Regions from separate parts of the Sus scrofa genome. Here region 1 is linked to region 2. Evidence: chromatin contacts called from public Hi-C data. All regions are on one chromosome and are shown on one strand. Each heading gives the region's core, a stretch centred on a gene start, on an enhancer-like site or on the middle of the called end of the contact. The rest is flanking DNA. Distances are from core to core; before and after follow the strand shown. Region 1 holds the start of CRHR2 (corticotropin releasing hormone receptor 2). Region 2 holds the start of INMT (indolethylamine N-methyltransferase).

What was found. Hi-C and Micro-C count contacts between places; a contact is called where the count stands out from the background.
Region 1: a contact with region 2 is called in a Hi-C map of fetal liver, with 1.6 times the contacts expected there. The contact joins the promoter of CRHR2 here to the promoter of INMT in region 2. A contact is called at or near these places in 4 of 47 Hi-C or Micro-C datasets (fetal liver, fibroblasts, liver and 1 more) and 1 of 2 datasets of contacts at active chromatin or transcription factors (skeletal muscle).

The regions. Positions count from the first base shown.
Region 1 is chr18:42,263,687-42,268,768 of Sscrofa11.1, reverse strand. It overlaps CRHR2 (corticotropin releasing hormone receptor 2), which reads right to left and starts at 2,343. Exons shown (of 12, transcript NM_001144118.1): 1 at 2,241-2,343; 2 at 1,961-2,086. The coding sequence starts at 2,343.
Region 2 is chr18:42,210,442-42,215,559 of Sscrofa11.1, reverse strand. INMT (indolethylamine N-methyltransferase) reads right to left here and starts at 2,225. Exons shown (of 3, transcript NM_001244733.1): 1 at 2,018-2,225; 2 at 68-275. The coding sequence starts at 2,168. It also overlaps the pseudogene LOC106506831.

The sequences.
Region 1 (5,082 bases), core at 1,094-3,593, 53 kb before region 2:
CTAAGAGGGGGGCCAACTGGCACTGCACTGGTCAACCTCGGGGGCTCCCTGACCTTTCTTCAGCTTCTCATTTGACATGAGGGGAGTGGGGGTCTGGTGTCCCTGGCACCTCCTGTCGGTCTTCCCCACCCCGCTTCCCCCTTCCTCCCCCAATTCCACGGCCCCCTTGCACTCCCCACTAGGGCATTAATCACTCTGTATTTATACCTTTCGTCTGTTGCAGTTGTGAGTGAGGGCCTCAATGCCAATGCAGTGGCTGGCACATAGTAGCTGTTCGATAAACGGATTGAATACTGGGCTCAGCTTGGCTAGGAAGAAAAGACCCAGGCCATCCATGCCCTCAGGGCTCCTGGCTGGCTGCGGAGCAAGGGGACAGCTCAGGCTGGGGTAGCAAGCAGAGCAGAGCTGCCTCAGGTCCACAGGCTGTGGGGTGGTGGCGCCTCATCACCTCACTTAGCAATCAGTCTCCAGGCTCAGACTGAATCAGAGACCCTGACCTGCACTGTCCCATCCCACCCCGCTCGCAAGATCCTAAAAATACAGTTTTATAACCTCAGAACTGGGAAGGGGCACGGAAGCCATTCCTGCTGCTTGCGCATCTCCTGGGCTGGGACCTCCCCTGCGCTCAGGGGTCTGTTTTAATCATGGATAGGAAGCACAGTCAGACGACACAGAAATGTTCCTTGGCAGCCCTGCTGCCTCTCCCACCTCCTTGCATCAGAGGCACCCCTGCCCTTGGACTCCTCTGAGCACAGCTGCCCTCTGGGCCCACCACAGTGCTCCTCCTCCAGGGTGTGGACAGGGGGATGCTCCTTAGCATCAGATGCCCATGAGGACGTCCAGCCCTCTAACCTTCTCACCGGGTGAAGGCCTGAGCTTGGGCAGGCTTGTGCGTATGTGTGTGTGTGTGTGTGTGTGTGTGTGTGTGTTTGTAGAGGACCTGTGCCACTGTTCAGACACACATTCAGAGAGAGGTTGCTACCAAGTTTCCAAGATGAGGGGCTTCAGACAAAAACAGGTGCCGTGCCCCCTCCAGTGTCTCAGAAGGCTCTTTGCTCGTGGGGTGGGGCTGGAGATATGAGTGGCCATTCAGGGTGGGCTAGTGATTGCTGCTCCCCACGGCCTCACAAGACACTCCCACTTGGCCCCCATCAGACCTTCCACAGGGATTTCTCAGGCCTGTGCCACTCCCAGAGCCCACACTGCACAACCCCACCTGCAACCTTTTCTGCCATCTCCCCAGACTGTCGAGTCAGCCAGTGATTTGCCTGGAGGAAGGAGGGCACAGGCTGTTCCCCCAGGGAGGTGGGGGGTGGTGGTCCTGATTCAGACACCTTGCATCACCTGGGTAGCAGGAGTAACGCTGCCCACCTGCCCCTGACTCACAGCCCGGAGGGCCAGTCCGGGGACATCCGGGTAGGAAAGAGGATGCACGCCACACTCTGGTCCAGAAATGTCTATGCTTTGCATACGTTCCCAACACAAGACGCACCCCACCTTTCCTGCCTCCAGTTCTCTTCTTCCCTAGCAGAGCCTGATGGCTGCCCTCACCCTGACCGTGTAGGTGGCCCCCTCCCAACCGCCCCGGGGGAAGTGAGGGGGGAGGGAAATTGGCTAAACAAAAGAAGCCCCAATGGGGAAACTTCAGGCCCCCAGAATATATAATGTGTGAGAGAGATTTATCTTCAAAAGAAAGTATTTCCTTCTCCCTTCCTGGGCTCTCAGCGCATGGAGCACGAGAATCGTGGGCAAGTGACTGCCTTACTGAGGTCTGAAGCTACAGTGGGGTAGGGGCAGACAGCGCCCCGGTACTCTAAGGGGTCTTTTTAACGCCAGCGGTATGAGGTGCCATGGCCCTCGGCGGTCTTCAACGCTTGGTCAGGAGCCCTTGCCGCTCTGTAAACCGCCCTCCTGGGAGGTGGGTGTAGAGCCCGCGGCAGAGGGTCCGGGGGGCACTCACGGGTCGTGTTGTACTTGATGCCGTTGAAGTACTCAGGGCACGGCCTCTCCACCAGGGCTCCGGCCGCGCTCCGGGGCCAGCACGTCCCGATCTGGTCCAAGGTCGTGTTGCAGTAGAAGTAGGGACCTGGCGACGGGAGAGCGCGGAGCGGGGCTCAGAGGGGGTGCTGGGGGCGTGGGGCGCCGCAGGACGTAGGGCGCCGGGAGCGCGGGGCCCTGGGCGCACCCAGCGCGCCAGGGAAGGAACCCGCGCCGCCCCGGTCCGCTCGCCTCCTGCCTACCCTCGGGGTCCAGGGACATCCCCCAACCGTCCAAGAGCAGCTCTTCGGCCAGAGCCAGGCTGCAGTTGGCCTCCAGCAGGCTGTGGAGCAGCGCCGCGTCCATTGCGCCCCGGAGCCGCGCGCCCGGAGGGAGTGTGAGTGTGCGCTCGGCTTGGCAGCCGGGGGCTGGGTTCGAGAGTGAGAGGTCGAGAGAGGTCTGAGTCCTGGTCCTGCCAGCTCAGCCCCGACCCGCCAGGCAGCCTCCGGGCGCTGCGCCCGAAGCTGCCAAGTCTGGACCTCGGCGGAGAGGAGATGCGGAGCGCACGGAGCTGCGGGTCCACCCGCTCGGTCGCGGCCAATGGCGGCATCGGGGGCGGGGCCGGGTGGCTCCTCTCCGCGGGGCCGAAGCTTCCGCCCCCGGCCCACCCGCCTGTCCCGAGCGCCTTCGAAGGCTCCGCCAAGGGCTGGGGGAGGGCGGCGGGGATAGAGAGGGTGGGCCTAGGGTGGCCAAATGCCCTGTCCGAGGATGGCAGGTTCCAGGGCTGCAGAGGGCAGCGAAGCGCGCCCGCCCGCGGAGGAATCAGAACTGGGTGCCCACCGAGCCAGAGTTGGGTGGCTGGAGGCCTGAGGGTTTTTTCTCCCCGAGTGAGGTCACGGAAGAGGGAGCAGGGGGAGCAGAGAGTCCACGTGCAGAGCCGCCCTCTAGAAAAGTTCCGGTGGCCTCTGGGAAGGAAGTGGATTGGAGGGGCTTCGAGGGAAGCACTGGGCCACCGGAAGAGTCTAGTGAGATCAAGCGGCCTGAACAGTGCAGACCTGGGCCAGGTCTGGGATGGAGAGGGATTTGGGAGACCAGCCCTGGTGAAGCGGGACCGGAGAGAGGAGTGGGTGGGTGGCTTCCAACAGAAGCCAGGGGGCAGGGATGATGTCAGGTCTCCGGCTTGGAGAGAAAGTGGCTGAAATTACCTGGAGGACTTCAAATACTCAGGTCTGACTGCCCTGGGCTCCAGAGGGAATAAAGTGAGAACCCCTCTTCCTCAGGGCTTGTGCAGGGCCATCTGGAACTCTCGTGTGTGTGTGTGTGTGTGTGTGTGTGTGTGTGTAGGGGAGACCAGGCCCCACAGCGAGTGCGGAGGAGCTAAAAACCTTTATCTAGAATTTGTCCAGGCCCCTCAGAGCTGCCTGTTCCATAATTTGCCAAATGCCAACACTGGGTCGCTGCTCATGCCCGCTGAGCAGGGGAATCTGGAGACAAGGGCTGGGGTATAGTTCACCTCATCTCAGGCTGGGTTCTGGTCTGCCTCTGCCTGTACTCTCTCTGCATGTCCCCCAATTCTCACCTCTTCTGGGGCAGCTTCTCCACCAGTGAAATGTTCTCGGACACCCCTCCCAGCCCAGAGAATCTCCAGTTCCGAGTTCGGAGATGCAAAGGCTGAGGAAGATGAATGCATGTGTGAGTGTGTGTGTTTCTATCTTTAGAGGGCAGGGAAAGCTGGGTCCCAGTCCCAGCTGGGCTGGAGGCCCCAGGAGAGCTGGTCCTCACCCTCCTTGCCAGCCCCCTCTGGGAACAAAGCTGCTGGGGAAGGCTAAGACACCCTGAGCCTGCACTAAGACCTGAGCAGGGAGAGGGGAAGAGGCAGGCTGGGCTGCCTTTGGGTGCTCCAATCTCCCCAGCCTCCGTGTTAATGCTGCTGTCACTGTCCAGGCAAAGCCAGAGAGCACTGAGGCCAGGGCCAAGCACAGGAATCTCTCCAGGGCCAGCTGATTGACAGGTACAAGGTGCAGAGAAGCTAGCCAGGTCTGTCCTCTGCCTTTGAATGGACAGAGCCCTTGGCTCAGCTCTGGGCAGCTGCAGAGGCAGAGATCCCTTAGTATCTATAATAGCAGTGCCAGGAGCAGGCGAGGCTCAGTTGAGACCCAGTCCCAACCCTAGGCAGATTCCCATTCATCCTTCTAATGTTCAGCTTAGCCCTTAGAAAGGAGGTGTCCTTTCTCTTATCTGGGATGGGTGGCCTTTCTTGGTGCCTATCTATCTGCTGGGCCTGGTCTATGTCACATCAAGGTTGTTGGTTTTTCTACTGTCTCTTCTACCAGCCTGTGACTCCTGGAGGGCAGGGCTGGTTGTGTTCACTAACCAGTCCCCAGCTCCCATCAGAATGCGCCAGGCCTGTGCTCAGCGAGTCACCACTGAAAGAACAAATGCCTGGGCAGCAGTCCTGTCTCTCAGCCAAGGCTCTTTTCCCATTTAACCAGCCCTGGTGTGTGTGTGTGTGTGTGTGTGTGTGTGTGTGTGTGTGTGTGTGTTGGATTGGAGAGTTATTTCAAGGGATCCTCCATTCCATTTGGGCACTTATGTTGCCTATGGTCTGAAAAAATAATATCCCTACAACTTACAGTAAATATATGCTCTATTAGTTTCCTCTGCGATGAATAAAACACATAATCCATTTAATGTCTGCTTGAAGTCTCTTGTGATTATGTGTGTTTTTCCTTTATTTGGACCTCAGGGGCAGACAATTTAATTGATCACGGTCTTTGATTCATGACTCCTTGTCATCATTAGCCCATATACATCCCAACTTGATTTTATTTTAGACTTTTATGGAAGTTTGTATGTACTGGCACATACGATGCATCTATCATCCAATCCAAAACTGGATCATTACCAACCATTTACAAATTTATCTATATCTGGCTTCCTCAGAGGGAGCATTCTTTTGCATGTTGCATTTATCATCCTTTGCTCTTAGGTTTTTTTTTGGTTTTATCACATGCGGTGTGTCTAAACAGCTGGTTGTTTGGTTTTACTCGTTTCTGAACTTTGTGTTAGTTAATATGCATTTGTTCAATCAGTGGACACCTAAAA
Region 2 (5,118 bases), core at 976-3,475:
TTGCAGGCGCAGGCTCTGTCCTGCAGGGTGGGTGACCTGGCCTGAGAAGGGAGGTGGCCGTGGGTACCTGTCTCCCTCCAGCTCACACACGTATTGCACGGCTGGGGACCAGTCGTAGGCTCCCGGCTCCTCCTTCAACCACTTCTCCACCTCGCGGAGGTTCTGGTCTGTGTAGTCGGAGACGATGATCTCCCGGAAGACCTCACAGGCGGAGAGCAGCTGGTAGATGGTGGGGCCTGTGCCAATGTCAATCAGGATGTCCCCTCCCACTCCTCCTGCGGGAGACAGCACATGCCGGGTCTGGGGTGGGGGGACAGCCACCTCTATGCCCACCTGGAGTAGATGGAGATGCCAGCTCTGCCCTTCCCCAGGATTTGCCACTTGGTCAGGGAGGGAGTGACCAGACTGCCACACCTGGGGTTCAGGGGGGTGACAGCTGGTGGGTGGCATACAGCATGGCAGATTCCAAGTCCCCTCTGCTGCCCCAGGACCAGTTCTGCACTTCTGGGCAGGGTGCAGGTGGACTTCCCATGGGAGCTGGTTTGTTTGTTTTCAGCAGGCTTCTGACTCTGGGTTTAAAGCAATGGTGAGAGAGACCCCCACCACCAGCTGCCCTCCCTGCTCCTTGCTGCAGGGCACAGAGCCTTGGCTAAAGACTGAGACCTCAACCAGTGGGTTCTAACTTGGCTGAGCCCCTCAGGGAAGGCAAGGGGATCCTGTGATGAGTTAGGGGGAAGGATTTAGCCTCAGAGTAGCACTAGGTTCACTGCCGTCTTCTTCCCACTTCCTGCCTTCTGTGCTCCTTCAGTCCCACCTGTCCATGTTTCAAGGCCTAGTGGCAGCCGCTGCTCTAGGAAGTCTCCTCAGATTTCTGTGTGAGCATTAAGCTTGATCTCTTCTGTATTTCTGTGGATGTTGCTTGATAAACCTTCCTTGGCTCTGATTACATGATTAGGCAAGGTTTATTGAGTGACTAACTCCTACTTGCTCAGAACGGCACCCCCTCCCCTGCCGATCTGTGTGTGGCAGCCCTGACTTAACTGATGTTAGTTTTGCTCTTGCTACTTGCTGGCAGTCTGAGCGGGCCAGCCTCCTCACTCTCTCCGACCTCAGCATCCCCTTGCGTGCACTGAGGAACCTGGGCGATAGTCTCTGCTGGTCACCTGGCCTGCCGCCCCAGAGAAGGGGTTTGTAAACTGAGCTCTGTGGTGTGGCTGTGGGTATCCATGAACTTCCTTCTGAGTAAAAGATTAGGAGTGTATGTGTGTGTGCATGCATGCTTGCGTGTGACCGCACAAGTAGGTAGCAGAGCTTTCATCGTATTTTCCTTTTTTTTTTTTTTTTTTTTTTTTTTTTTGCTTTTTTAGGGCCACACATGGGGCATGTGGAAGTTCCCAGCTAGGGGTTGAGTCTGAGCTGCAGCTGCTGGCCTATGCCACACTATGCCACAGGCACAGCAACGCAGATCCAAGCTATGTCTGTGACCTGTACCACAGCTCAGGGCAATGTCAGATTCTTAACCCACTGAGTAAGGCCAGGGATTGAACCCGCCACCTCAGGGGTTCTAGTTGGGTTCCTAACCTGCTGAGCTACAACGGCAGCTCCTTCATCATATCTTCAAAGGGATTCATGATGCCAGACTATGAAGCCTGGCTTTAAGGGAAGACAGACAGAGCTGGTCAGATGCAGGCAGTGTGTTCTTGTCTGTTGTCTCTTTTCCCCCAAGCATGAGCCTGCTGCAAGGAGGCTCCAGAGGTCCGGAGTCACCTTCCCATTTCCCAGGTGAAGAAACCGAGGCGGACTATCACGGACTCAAGCCTGGCTCTTGCCCTCCAGGCTCAGGCTGCCCTGCACTGAGTGGCCACTTAGCAGAGGCACTCATTGGGTTCACAGGCTGGGCTGCCTTTGCAGCATCCTTGGTGTGCAGGGTCCCAGAGGGCAGGTCCCCTGCCACCAGCAGCACTTCCTGTCAGGTGCATGCCCACCCTGGCTTCCTAGATGGGTTCCAGCCACTCACCTGAAGAGAAGGTTTGGAAGAGGTTTTTCAGGTTAAATTTCAGGATTTCATTTTCAGCCACGGTGCCTGAATCAAAGGTGTAGTAGGTCTTTAAGTAGTCCTGGGAGTCAAACTCCTTGTAGTCCTCTCCTCTGTACAGCTTGCCCTCCATTCTGGCTGGGGATCTGGCTGTGTCTCCCCTGCTGCCGTGCCGTTATATCCTCCCTCCTCTCCCAGGCCCTGCCCGTTAGGCGTTACATAAGACCAGACCCTCCCTCCAGGGAGGAGCTTGGATTCCACAAAGTTGGAGTCAGGCCATGGTGTTAGCCTTTCTGGCTGGAGTTTATCTTATTAGTAATTATCAGGAATGGAGAGTGCAATAGGGTGGCCAATATCCTCTGGGAGGTCCTCAGTTCTTGGTTCCTGAGAGGTGATATTTTGAGTGTAGGTTCTGCTCATGGGGGTTGGGTGTAGAGAGAATGAAACAGCTGGAAAGAACACAGAGAGAACAAGAAAGAAATAGGCAGAGAGAGTGAGAGACAGAAATACAGAAAGAGACCAAGCTTCTAGAATAGGGCAAGGATTCTTCCCTTTTTGAGTTTGGTGGGAAAACAAAAACCAGAGCAGATAGACCCCTGAGGGTGAAAAACAGGATTCAGGGATGGCTAAAATTTCACTGACTAGGTCAGTGACCTTGCTCTTGAAAAGAGTTTGTCCTGAACCTAGTTAAATATTTCCTCTATCTTTAATCCTGTTTATTTTCTTAACCAACCCTTCATGTTTTGAGGGCAGAAGTAAACTTGGGTAGGAACCCTGAGAAGGCTGGGAAGGCTCTATTTATACAAACCATTTAAAAAGTGTTAGCATTCATCAAGAGAAACTCTAAAATTGCATAGAACTTTGGTGCACACACAGACTCACATACAGAACAAACAGGAATGCCCATAAAACGGAAATGCTAATGGAAGCAGTGGGTTATATCAGTGACAATATCCTGACTGTGGTATTTACTACATTTTAAAGATGCTATTACTGGAGAAAGTTGGTAAAGCATACATGGATCTCTCTGTTTTATTTCCTACAGCTGCATATGAATCTGCAAAGTGGATTCATATGCAGCTGTAGGAAAAAGTCTCAAGAAGTTTTATATAAAAAAAAGTGTTGCCAAATCACTTTCAAAAAATGTACCTAAGAGCAGAGATTTCAGGCAGCAAACTCTAGTGTGTTTTGCAACTGGGCAAGTGTGGAGCCCTGGCCTGTAATGTGTGCCAGGCGTGTCCCCCACCCTGGGCCTCTGCCATCTTCATAACAGTCTGTAGAGAAGAGGAAGCTGAAGGTGAAGGGCCTTATCCTCAAGGGGTGCTGACAGCAAGTGACGGGGTCTAGGTTCAGATTCAAGCCAGTGTCCAAAGCCAAACTAAAGACCAGCTCCAAACCTTATTCTCCTTCCATCACAGCCTATCTGGGTCCCTTAGCTGTGCTGCTCAAACTAGTGTACCCAGGACTCCCCTGGGGACCCAGCTAAATATAGATTCTGGTTCTGAGGTTCAGAATGGGCTCCTAGGGTGAAACTGAGGCCCGCATACTGTGAGCAGCACAGTCCTGGGTCCTACTTCCCAAAATCAACATTTATTTTTCAGGTTCTAATTTCAACAGAATATAAACTCTAATTTAGTGTCAAATTTCCCCCTTTTCTGGAAGTATTAGAATCTGTATTCTGGGATGAGAAGAGGGTCAATTATATACTAAATGGTGATGGCACAACTTCCTGCCCTATCGGAAGAAAATGGTTAGATCTCTCTCCAATTTATTTAAAAAAATTTTTTTTGGAGTTCCCGTCATGGCGCAGTGGAAATGAATCTGACTAGGAACCATGAGGTTGCATGTTACATCCTTGGCCTCCCTCATTGGGTTAAGGATCTGGCATTGCGGTGAGCTGTGGTCACAGGTCACAGATGTGGCTCGGATCCTGTGTTGCTGTGGCTGTGGCATAGGCTGGTGGCTACAGCTCTGATTAGACCCCTAGCCTGGGAACCTCCATATGCCGCGGATGCTGCCTGAACTGCAGCTTCAGCTCTTCCTGGGTCTCCAGTCTCCTGGCCTACCCTGCAGATTTTGGACTTGTCCTTTTCCATAATTGTGGGTGCCAGTTCCTTAATATAAACTTTTTTTTTAAATAAACTTTTTGATATATATTTTTTAGGTACACACACATGAACATGTACACAGCCTGTTGGTTCTGTTTCTCTGGAGAAGCATGAATAATGTAGGTACTTTGTGGCTTCCCTCAGCCCTGCCCACACCTTCGTTCATGCTGTCCCTTTATTAAAGGCCCCTCACATTATATACTGTCAGTGCCCCAGCTTCTTGCCTGCCCTAAGTGCCTTCTGCAGGCAGGCACACCACTCCCTGGAGGCTGCGCTGTTACCAATCCCCTCCTTAGAATCCAGGCCCTGACTGATCGCTGGGTGCTTCTGCTTGGTGGGGGCTTCAGGCTTTCAGGCCCTATGGGGTCAGAATTGTTTGTTTACGCAAAGCCAGAACAAGACGTCCTTGTCTATCCCACTTTCAGGGCAGAAGGCCTGGACCTCCAGGGGAGTAAATGCATTTCTGGCTGGTTTTTGGTCAAGACACAGAGCGCTTTCCTGGTACCAGAAAGGAAGCCAAGTTTTTCTCTTATAATCCACACCCACTTTAAAGGGAAAAACACTGAGGCCCAGGATTGACTTATCTGGATCACATGGCAAGTCAGCAGCCAAAAAGCTCAGCCTCCTCTGACAGTTTATGCTCTATGACAAGGCTCCCTTGTCCCATCTGTAGAATATGGGGGCTATTTTCTGATCTCATGGTGACCAGCACAGTGATGGAGGGTCAGCCTTTGGTTCTGCCCCCTAGGACCTAAGCAATGTCCTCAAGAAGGGCAAGGATGTGCAGAGCCCTCCCCACTCCCTGGTGGAGGAGAGCCACTCCAGGGGACCGCCAGCCTCACTGTGCTGTCAGGCTCACAATGTCTGCAACCTAAGGGAATGACTTCGGTTCTAACAGCCAAGGTAGTGGGAATGCAGATGGGGAAACTGAGCCTTGCCCAAGGTCATGCATCAGCATGTGGCTGGCAGTGTTGA